Regions from separate parts of the Mus musculus genome. Here all the other regions are linked to region 2. Evidence: chromatin contacts called from public HiChIP or PLAC-seq data. All regions are on one chromosome and are shown on one strand. Each heading gives the region's core, a stretch centred on a gene start, on an enhancer-like site or on the middle of the called end of the contact. The rest is flanking DNA. Distances are from core to core; before and after follow the strand shown. Region 1 overlaps Ankrd28 (ankyrin repeat domain 28). Region 2 overlaps Ankrd28 (ankyrin repeat domain 28). Region 3 overlaps Ankrd28 (ankyrin repeat domain 28).

Region 1 (3,325 bases), core at 362-2,861, 85 kb after region 2:
GTGCACGCCTTTAATCCCAGCACTCGGGAGGCAGAGGCAGGCAGATTTCTGAGTTCGAGGCCAGCCTGGTCTACAGAGTGAGTTCCAGGACAGCCAGGGCTACACAGAGAAACCCTGTCTCAAACAAACAAACAAAAAAACGATAGGCAAAACTGGTAAAATTTAAATTGTCTAAAACAAGATGAAGAGACCCAGTCAGACATTACGCGGAGTCTAAATGGAAGGTCTGTACCAAATCCTTCTGAAACTCAGAGCTCAGAGAATTCTTCGGAAGAGGAAGCAGAAAGATTATAAAAGTCAGAGGGGATGGAGGACACCAGGAGAACAAGGCGCCCTGAACCAACCAGGCACATACGAGCTCACAGAGACTGAACTGAAGCAGCAAGCACAGGGCCTGCAAGGGTCTGCACCAGGTCCTCTGTGCGTAAATTGTAGCTATTGGCTTAGTATTTTCATGGGACTCCTGCTTATGAGAACTCTGACTCTCGTGCCCACCCTTGGGGCTCTTCTTCCTGATGGGTTGCTGTGTCCAACTCTGATATGGTTGGTTTTTGCTTCATCATGTTTTATTTTATTTTGTCATGTTTAGTTGTTATCTCTTAGAAGACTTTTCTTTTCTAATGAGAAACAGAAACCAAGTGGATCCAGGGGATAGAGGAGGGAATCAGCCTGGAGTAGAGCTACACCTTGTCCAAAACCAAAGCAATAACCTACAAACACAACAAATGCTAGGAATGTTAGGACACGGCACCCTTATATACTGCGTATGTATGGTAATGTAAATTAATCCAGCCACTATGGAAATCAACAGAGAGGTTCCTCAGGAAATTAAAAATAGAACTGTATGACCCGTCTACATCACTCAGCAGTATATACCCAAAGAAGTCAAAGTCAGCATATAACAGAGACACTACATATCTATCACTATCACAGTCCAGTGATAGCAGCAGCCAAGCTACAGAATGAGCTCAGGGGCCCCGTTCAACAGGTGAAAGGGGTATTAACTGATGAATTATGATCACGAGGGTGCAGAAAGGAGGATGGTTTTCATAGGGTAGGTTAACAGGAAACATTTGAAAATGAAATTGTCATTGCATGTGACCAAAAAAATTAAAGAGTAATTTTCCTATTTCCTATTTGTAAATATATTGTTTTCATATACTTGACGTTTTTCTTGTGACATTTATACAATGCTTTGTTTCAATCTGTTTTCTCCTGCTTTAAAAAAAGAAAAAAACAAAAAACAAAAACAAAACTCTAGAACCCTCCATTATCGGTGTGTTGTGAATCATTTAAATTGGTGGGAAAATTAACCCTGGAAGAAAATGACAAGGCTTGACTTTTCTATGTAATATGTGGCTTGCTACTTGTTGCCTACTTAGCTAACCACCACTGACCCTTCCTTCTTACAGACTACCTTTAGTTTTGTTTGGATGCCATTTCTATATTCCACATGACTTGGAGAAATCTTGAATAGTGTAAGGTGATCATGGTAATTCTATTCTACCTAGTAAGTGACTCATTTGGGAAATGACATGCTCTGAGCCAGCTTGCTCTGTCACATGCAAAGGAAAGTCATCTGTAGTGTTTCTAGGAAAGTCTCTCTTTTTTTAACCTAAAAAGGGAGAGATAGAGGGAAATGTCCCCTCCTACTGGACAACAGCATATTTGATAATGATGTTGTGAAATGTGCTGAGTATCTTATGGCTGGAGTTATCCTAGAGTCCATACTAAGTCTGACTGAGAGAAAAGCAGAAAGGAGAAAGTGAGCCACTTCCTATGGTCACAGCAGTAACTAAAGCACTCAACCTTTTACAGCATAGTATTTCAATTACTGCTACTGTGATAAGACCCTTTACTATTTAATCCAGCTTCTACTTTAAATATAAAGTATTTTCAGTTTAAAATAGCCCTAATATTAAAGAACAAATAATATCCTATTATAAATAAAAGGGCCATTAAAATATAACAATTAACCTTATATTGTCTTAAAAGCGTTTAGGTATGCCTGTGATGCTGGATATTAGGAATATGTCAAGAAAACAATAAAAATTCCAGAATGATTGTTGGCTAAGAATGAACTTGTCATAGACTCTAATAAGATATCTTCTTTGTTTTTAAGAAGTTTGAAACAAGCTATAATTAATGGAATTAACAGTTATAAGCATGGCTTTTTATAAGGTTATTAAAGCCATAAAAATGTATTAAAAAGACTTCACATCACAAACACACCAGAAAAATACTTTCGTTCTTTTAACCATAAATTTGTTATGTAGAACTACAGCATTATTTGATAAAAGGAACTAAAGAATAAGAAAAATGTCCTAAACTATCTGAGTCATTACTTGAATTTTAAAATAGTGTTCAGTATGTCTCCACCCTGTTACAGCTCAAAAAGACATGAATCATTTTCTTTAGTATTTTCCAAATGATACTTTAGGACGGAAGTGATATATACAGTTTCAATTTGTGTGTGGAATAACTAGCATACACATAAGCTACGACCTTTCTGTACTAAAGGAAATTCTTTGGGTATTTTGTGTAATTATTGCTTTAAAAAGCAAACACCGGGTAACCATAGCAACTTGTTTTTGAATTGCAAACTGTTCTTCTCAACTTTTGCAGTACAGTAACGTGATACTACATTTACCCAGGTATTTTCAAATCACAGAAAACAGCATGAATTGTAAATAATCCTTCTTTAGCCTTTTTAAAGAATTTAATGTTTATGTGTGAGACTTGCATGTATGTGTATACCATGTGAGTGCCTGTTGCTCATGGAAGCCAGAAAAAGGACATGGGGTCCCCTGGAAATGGAGTCACGGGCAGCTGTGAGCTGTCATGTGGATGATTGGCACTTAACCCAGCTCTGCTGTAAGCGTGCTAAGTCTCTGACTCAATGAGCCATCTCTTCAGTGTTTAGTTGTTTTTAGCAGGCAGAATTTAGCCTGTTTAGAATAACCTCAACTCAGCTGGGTATTATGGTACATGTCTATTATCCCACTCAAGAGGCAGAAGCAGGAAGAAAATGAACAAGGCCAGCCTGGGCTACACAGCAAGACAGCAGAACAAAACACAACAACAACAAAAGCTAGTAACAAAAGTGAGATTTGAGAGTAACACTATATTAAGGAAATAAAAGACCCTCTAATTCAAACTGGCTTCAAGTAGCTTGGCTTACTTTCAACCTACTTCTTAAGACATGAAGAAATAAATTTACTTTTCAAATATAGTAGTAGTATGTGTGTATTAGAACAGTTTTCCCTTTCATTTCCTTTACTTTTGGCATATTAGGTATTTTCTAAAAGACTCTACTTGCTGTTTA
Region 2 (3,089 bases), core at 224-2,723:
ATGGCGCTATGCTGTGCTCCTGTATTTATTCCAAATACTGGTGTTAGTCAACACTTTCTGGGATAGTACTTCAAAATTTCCCTCTTCCAGTGCACACCAAAGGAAGTGGGTTGCTCAAGCTAGAGACAAACTACCACAAAGGAACAGCTTTTCTAGTCGGCTGGTAACAGCACAAACCACCTCCCGAGTGTTTTACTTAAAGTGATGCAGGATCTTGGTCTCTACATACATATGAGGATAAATTAAAAGATGAGTTTGTTACTTTATAGCTACACATTTGACTTCAATAGATGTGCAGACAATGTGTCTAATGAGTCCATCTGGAAATCACTTCAGCCTGTGAAAGAGAAGACATGGCAGAGGGTGGAAAGTCATCCTTCCAGCATTCCCTTGGAGGACAGAGCTGGGCCCAAGGACAGAAGTTACCAGGAGGGAGGCTTCAGCTCCATTAAGGAGACCTTCCTAACAGAGCTGCTCAACAATGAATGGACTGCTCGTGAGGTAGTCACTGGAAGTGTTCAAGGTGGAAAGACAACCTTGGAGAAGGGACTCCTGCATTTAAGAGGTTAGACTGGATGGACCTCAGGTCTCTTTCAATTCTGAGATTCTAGAAAATTCCCTCAGGGAATTCAGAAGAGAATTCCTAAAAGGAAAGAGAAAGCACACATATGGTATACTTTTAGAATCCTCTTGAGTTTTCTTTTTTAAAAGGTACAATAGAAATGTAGTCTACGGTCTTTTAAAATGCATATTTACCCTTCTCCCACTATTAATTACGAAGGGTTCATTACGACTCCTTTATATTATAAAGAAAAGATGGAGATTATATTTATAATTTTGCAAATATTTTAGAAAAATGCTTAAAATCTAGTAGTCAATGCCCTAGAAACTTTATAGATTTTTAAGTAATATGCACAGATACAAATACATTATTCATTAAATACAGCTCACGTCTGTGTTTTATTATACTCTAAAATATACAGGAATCTTGATGTACTGAAAGAGTGCAAGTAAATACAGGATTCAAGCAGTCACTATTTCTATGTACATGCTCATTAATTCTTCAAAAAACCCACAAAATTATCAAATAGATCAAAATACTGTTCTGTGTTTTCACACTTTATATTCAGAAAAACCAGCTGATAATTTACAATGTCATAAAGTTCCAGTTTCACAATACAAAAAGGGTAAGATGGAATTGGGTATCATTTTGTTGCAATGTATGGAACTTTACCCAGCTCTAGTAAGACCCCTCCCCCCAATGTAAAATCATTGTTACTGGGAAAGTGACAGTTACAATAAAAGAACCACAGAAAAGTGTAATTTAAAATTAGCCTACTGTCAGCCTCTTCTCTGTTACCTGAAAGGCAGTCTTCAATTTGGCAGGCAAGCTCTGACAGTAAGAAGCTGCACACCCGCTACTCTAGATCTCAGGAGGACCTAAAGCCTGAAGTATTTTAAATCTTGCCCAGTACAGAAATGCCTTCCAAATGACCTGATTCTGTTTATGTTATGAGTCATCATCTAAAGCAAACTCCAATGCTTCTGAGAAGGAAGCCAAATGGTTTGATGTTGATTTTTATAAAGAAAACATCTGAAGCCAGGCAGTGGTGGTGCACACCTTTAATCCCAGCACTTAGGAAGCTGAGACAGGTGAATCTCTGTGAGATCGAGGCCAGCCTGGTCTACAAAGCAAACTCTAGTACAGCCAGGGCTACACATAGAGAGCCCTGTCTTAAAACAACAAACGACTACAACAACAACAACAACAACAAAGGAAAGGATGCATTCAAGAACCTTCCAGTGCTGTGAGGACGCAGGAGAGGAAGCAGGTACATTTTTAAGTATTTTCTTTTACATAAAACATTTACAATCCCAGTTTGTATAGAATTCACAACCAGCTTTCGACAATGTTTCATAACAAGAGTCTTCAAACTTTTTAAAATTTTGATTCTTGTTTTTAAAGTTCAAAGATTAAAATAAATGACAATAGAATTCCTCCAGCCAAAAAAGGTAGAGGTCCCAAAGTAACTAACGTGATGCAGGTGTGCCGCGCACAGAGAGGCTCAGATGTCCCTTCTCCAGGACCGCTGCATTACAAGAGGTGAAATAGTCTGTTTTTTAAATTCATTAAAAATTTCCTCTATGGAATTCCTTAAACAAAAACAATTCAATTTAAAAGCAAACCACTCAATCGTGGGCAACAGCCCTGACTTCATCTGCGTCTGTCTCTAGTACTTTCAACCACGCTGCACCCAGTTAACTGGTTCTGAAGTCTATAAAAAGTGGAATTTAAAAACTTTTATATTAAAAAATGTAAAAATACATCTGCTTCCTCTCATGGCTTAATACAGTAGATGCTTTCTTATAAAAACCAACACCAAACCGAATCTGGCCTCACTTTCAGAAGCACTGAAGTTTGCTTTAGACGACTTCTCATTTCATCTATTTCCGTTTCCACAAAATGGAGTTCTAATAAAAAAATCTGTATGTTATTTGGTCCTTGGCAATTTGATGTGTACATAATGCCTATTATACCAAACTTTTATTGCATTAAAATTTAGCTGTAATTTTATGGGTAAAATTTAATCTAGTGTTTTGATCTCTTTCTTTACAGCAGTGTTGCCCATGTAAGCAGGTCAGGGAGCAGTGTCCCAATTTCTGGCACTGCAAAGCCAATTAAACGATCCCACAAAGCAATCGACATCACTGTGTTTTCCACTGGTCAAGTCATTATTAAGATTCTAGAAGTTCCTTTTGCAAAACTTGCCTTTAAGACTCTTCTTCCTAATGTCATCATGTTTCTTCCATTCGTTCACTGCATGATCTTTCTTCAGGTTGAATCTGTGTATGATAAGAAAGTGCCTTTTTCCCGAAAAAGCCCGATTTGAAGTTTCAGTGTCAGAACTTCCTTAGAGCTGCAGCTCACTCGGCCTTTCAGTAGGTCTCGGAGTCAGAGTCGTTGAGCTCATCCACGTCGGTGTACAAGTACTCCTGCTCGCCACCAATGTTGTTAAAACTGCAGTAGGAGCTGGCTTCATTCCTCATGATAGGCAAGGCTTCAAAGCTAACTGTTTTTGAGGTGTTGG
Region 3 (3,248 bases), core at 506-3,005, 68 kb after region 2:
AAGGTTAGTCTTAATATTTATTAGTTTTTCCTTTCACATCCAGAATACTTTCATGTCTGTTTTAAAGAAGAAAAATACATCTTTTTCCAAATCTTTCCCCAGAAAGGAGAGCTCCGTTAATATACAGCTTTGTGATTTTCTTTCTCCTAATCAAGTGTGCACCAATTGATGAAGCAAGGTATAAAGTAATGTCACATTAAGATACCACACAAATCTACAATTGACTATTACTGACATGGCTGAATTTAAAAAAATTATTTACTTAGGGATAATTATTCTGAAATTTACACTTAGTATTGTTCATGAAGACTTTTGTAGTAGATTAAGTGTTTTTGTTTTTTTTTTTCTTTTTCTTTTTTAATCCGTTTTTCTTACTGTCTATAGAAAGCAAGCTATAACTTGCCATTTACCCACATGGTAAATAAGAGGTTATATCCCTAGATTACCTGAAGTACTTATACTTAGTGTGGACCAATAGTAGAATAGTGAAATCAAATGCCAGACCTTTGAAAATGCCTTCCCTTTAAAAGGCATCTGTCAAGCTGGGTGAGTGCATGCACATCAGCAGCATGGGGGAGGGGGAGGGGGAGGCCGAGGCTGAGGCTAAGGCTGAGGCCGAGGATCAACTCCACTCTGGGCTACATAGTGGAGTTCTGGATCAGCCTAAACTAAACTAAGCAAGATCTTGCCTTAAAAAACAAAATGAAATGAAAACAAAACAAAAACTACGTTATAGCTGGAGTATCTTCCTACTTCCTATAGGCTGAAAGGCAGATTTGAAACTGAGCTAACTTTGAACATGTAGATGTAGGCCACTATCAGAGCAGATTGTGACTATGATTGTGAATGATCTCAAGAACTAAGCCACCATCTTGGAACACCCACTTTTATAGACTATTCAGGATATTACTCCAGTCTTCCTGATTTTTTTCGGGGGAGGGATGCTGTACATGTGGATACATGGCTGTGTATGTGTGCATGTGGAGGTCAGATGTCAACCTCAGGACCATTCATCAAGAACTGTCTGCTTTGTTCTGACAGGATCAGTTCCTGGGACCCAGGGCTTGCTGACCATTAGGGTAGGCTAGTTGTCTAGTCATCCCCAGGTAACTTTCTGCCTTCCTAGTGCTGGTATTCACGCACTACCACATCCAGCTCTTAGGTGGGGGTCAGACATCGAACTTTGTTCCTCATGATTGTCTAACAAGCACTTTACCCACTGAGCTATCTCCTCAGCTCAAGATTGTAAAATTTTCTAGTTTGGGACTCTCTAACTCACTCTAAGGACAGCTGAGAGTGTGGATTAGAGTGGGGAGGCTTAGCAATACTATGTAAAAATACTGTACAGGAAATTAGTTTAGTGCTATTAATGTTAAATAAGTTAGTGAGCTAAGAGTTTTTCCTCTCTATGACCAGAGTTAGAATCTACTGCATCACGCCTTTTATTCTAATTTTCACCCCAGGAAATAGAATATAGAGAGAAATCATACACCAAACAGTGCTAAAAAGCTTACAGAGATTGTCTGGCAAGCACTGAAATATAAAAATTTACTGAAAGCTGAAGACTAATTTAGAAGTGTGTTTTAAAAAGAACTCGTTGCCTAGGCTTTTTGGTGCTACCCATTAAACAAACAAATGTTGCTAATGTTAAAATGTGATTAGACCTAGTCAAATAGACAAACATCTCTAATGTAACGCATAAGCATTACAGCAAGCACGATGACACAGAAAGTGAGTCATCTGTGTCTGAGAGATGCCTGGAATTCTGTGACTCAATGCTCACAATACTATGAAGCTATTTTATGACTCATACAAACATAGCATTCTTCTATGCAAATCAAAATAAAAGGGAATTAATTAATAATGAAAGAAAAAATACAGATCTTATTTCACTCTACTAGAGTTCAACACTGAAAATTAGGCATTAAAATAGCTAAAAGTCCCTTTAGTAAAATATGGCTTTAAAACTTATGTTTTAAAAAAATGAATTCTAACTTGTTTATTCAATCATTGCAGGAAGCAAATGCTGAAAACAATTAGATGTCCCCTAAATGGTTACTTAAATAATAGAACACAAGAAGCTCTTCATCAACCTTTATTTAACTCACATGATTAACTAATATTCTTGGCTCCTGGGTAGCATGAATAACTAGTTTTTACACAAGGTACTTTGACTCACAGTCTTCCACTACTAAATCCACACACTCTTGATCATACAATGGGGTCTATGTTTGCCAAGGGTAAAATGTGTTAGTAATTTGTGTATTTGTAGCTTATTTAAATAGCATTTAAATAACTAAATCAGGAATGAAGAACCAAGTGTTTCGATGATGAACAGGCTAAATATTATTTTTAAAATTCAATAAAGGCAAGTGCTACAAAATGGGAAAAGGGTGAGAAACTGCAACACTAAAGCTGCCTGCTTTTATAAAGAGCCAGAGTTTTACTCTAAGCTAGTTTTGTCCTAGAGAATCTCCCTATGAATACAGGCTAGCCTAGAGCTCTTATGTAATCCATGTAGGCTTAAAACTCAAGATTATCCTACCTCTGCTTTCATGGTGAGGAGACTATAGACACGTGCCACCAGGCCTGGCTTAACATGGTCAGTTAAGGGCTTACTTTCTCCTATCACTTAAAGAAACGCAAAATGGAAGGTATGGATAATAAATTGTGGGTATAGTTCAAGAAAAATATTCCTATTACTAAGTTATGCATTATTAATGAAAAACCTTGAGCTTAATTTTTAAAAAAAGGCCTAGTGAATATATTGGTACATTGAAATGCTTAATAAACATCAGACTTTTAACATATCTGAAATTTCCAGTTGGACATCTACACAATGAAATACTGTACTTATAATTTAAATTAAGAAGCAGGGACCATAATAAAATAAAACCACTTGTCAACAAACCTGATGACCTGAGTTCAATCCCTGGAACCCAGAAGGTAGAAGAAGAGAACTGACTCTAACAAGTTGTTCCCTGTCTTACACATATGAGCTATGACATGCGCACTGTGCACGTGCGCACACACAATACCCGGAGGGAGGGAGGGAGGGAGGGAGGGAGGGAGGGAGGGAGGGAGTTCTTACCATGTACTTGTTTTAAAAAATAAAAATAAAGAGGCCAGCAGAGTGACTGACTAGAGCTGTCTGCCGTTCACTGTTGTCAGCTCTACCCCTTCCCCTTCTTCCGAGAGAAACAGACTATACTGCAGAATCTGACTGCAGTGCTGAGATTGCTATAGAG

The links. HiChIP or PLAC-seq counts read pairs in DNA pulled down with a chosen protein or histone mark.
Region 1: a contact with region 2 is called in an H3K27ac HiChIP or PLAC-seq map of embryonic fibroblasts, with 15 read pairs. The contact joins two enhancer-like sites. A contact is called at or near these places in 1 of 39 promoter capture datasets (the C10 cell line), 15 of 484 Hi-C or Micro-C datasets (B cells, CD4 T cells, the F1.1 cell line and 11 more), 9 of 115 datasets of contacts at active chromatin or transcription factors (the 230-238 cell line, CD8 T cells, the HPC-7 cell line and 6 more) and 4 of 9 other capture datasets (adipose tissue, embryonic stem cells, liver and 1 more).
Region 3: a contact with region 2 is called in an H3K27ac HiChIP or PLAC-seq map of embryonic fibroblasts, with 12 read pairs. The contact joins two enhancer-like sites. A contact is called at or near these places in 20 of 484 Hi-C or Micro-C datasets (the 3T3-L1 cell line, B cells, the C2C12 cell line and 16 more), 3 of 115 datasets of contacts at active chromatin or transcription factors (the HPC-7 cell line, embryonic fibroblasts and embryonic stem cells) and 4 of 9 other capture datasets (adipose tissue, embryonic stem cells, liver and 1 more).

The regions. Positions count from the first base shown.
Region 1 is chr14:31,784,255-31,787,579 of GRCm38.p6, forward strand. The region is part of intron 1 of Ankrd28 (ankyrin repeat domain 28); the gene reads right to left. Among named protein-coding and RNA genes, the nearest start is that of Ankrd28, 44 kb to the right of the region's middle. Within about 2 kb of position 1,612, at least 45 of the 459 cell types and tissues checked have an H3K27ac peak or open chromatin away from gene starts, as enhancers often do. A contact at or near this core is called in embryonic fibroblasts and pancreatic cancer cells, where this site is marked.
Region 2 is chr14:31,699,083-31,702,171 of GRCm38.p6, forward strand. It overlaps Ankrd28 (ankyrin repeat domain 28), which reads right to left. Exons shown (of 28, transcript NM_001024604.2): 28 at 933-3,089. The coding sequence ends at 2,938. Among named protein-coding and RNA genes, the nearest start is that of Btd, 60 kb to the left of the region's middle. Within about 2 kb of position 1,474, at least 14 of the 459 cell types and tissues checked have an H3K27ac peak or open chromatin away from gene starts, as enhancers often do. A contact at or near this core is called in the C2C12 cell line, embryonic fibroblasts and pancreatic cancer cells, where this site is marked.
Region 3 is chr14:31,766,991-31,770,238 of GRCm38.p6, forward strand. The region is part of intron 2 of Ankrd28 (ankyrin repeat domain 28); the gene reads right to left. Among named protein-coding and RNA genes, the nearest start is that of Ankrd28, 62 kb to the right of the region's middle. Within about 2 kb of position 1,756, at least 68 of the 459 cell types and tissues checked have an H3K27ac peak or open chromatin away from gene starts, as enhancers often do. A contact at or near this core is called in the C2C12 cell line, embryonic fibroblasts and pancreatic cancer cells, where this site is marked.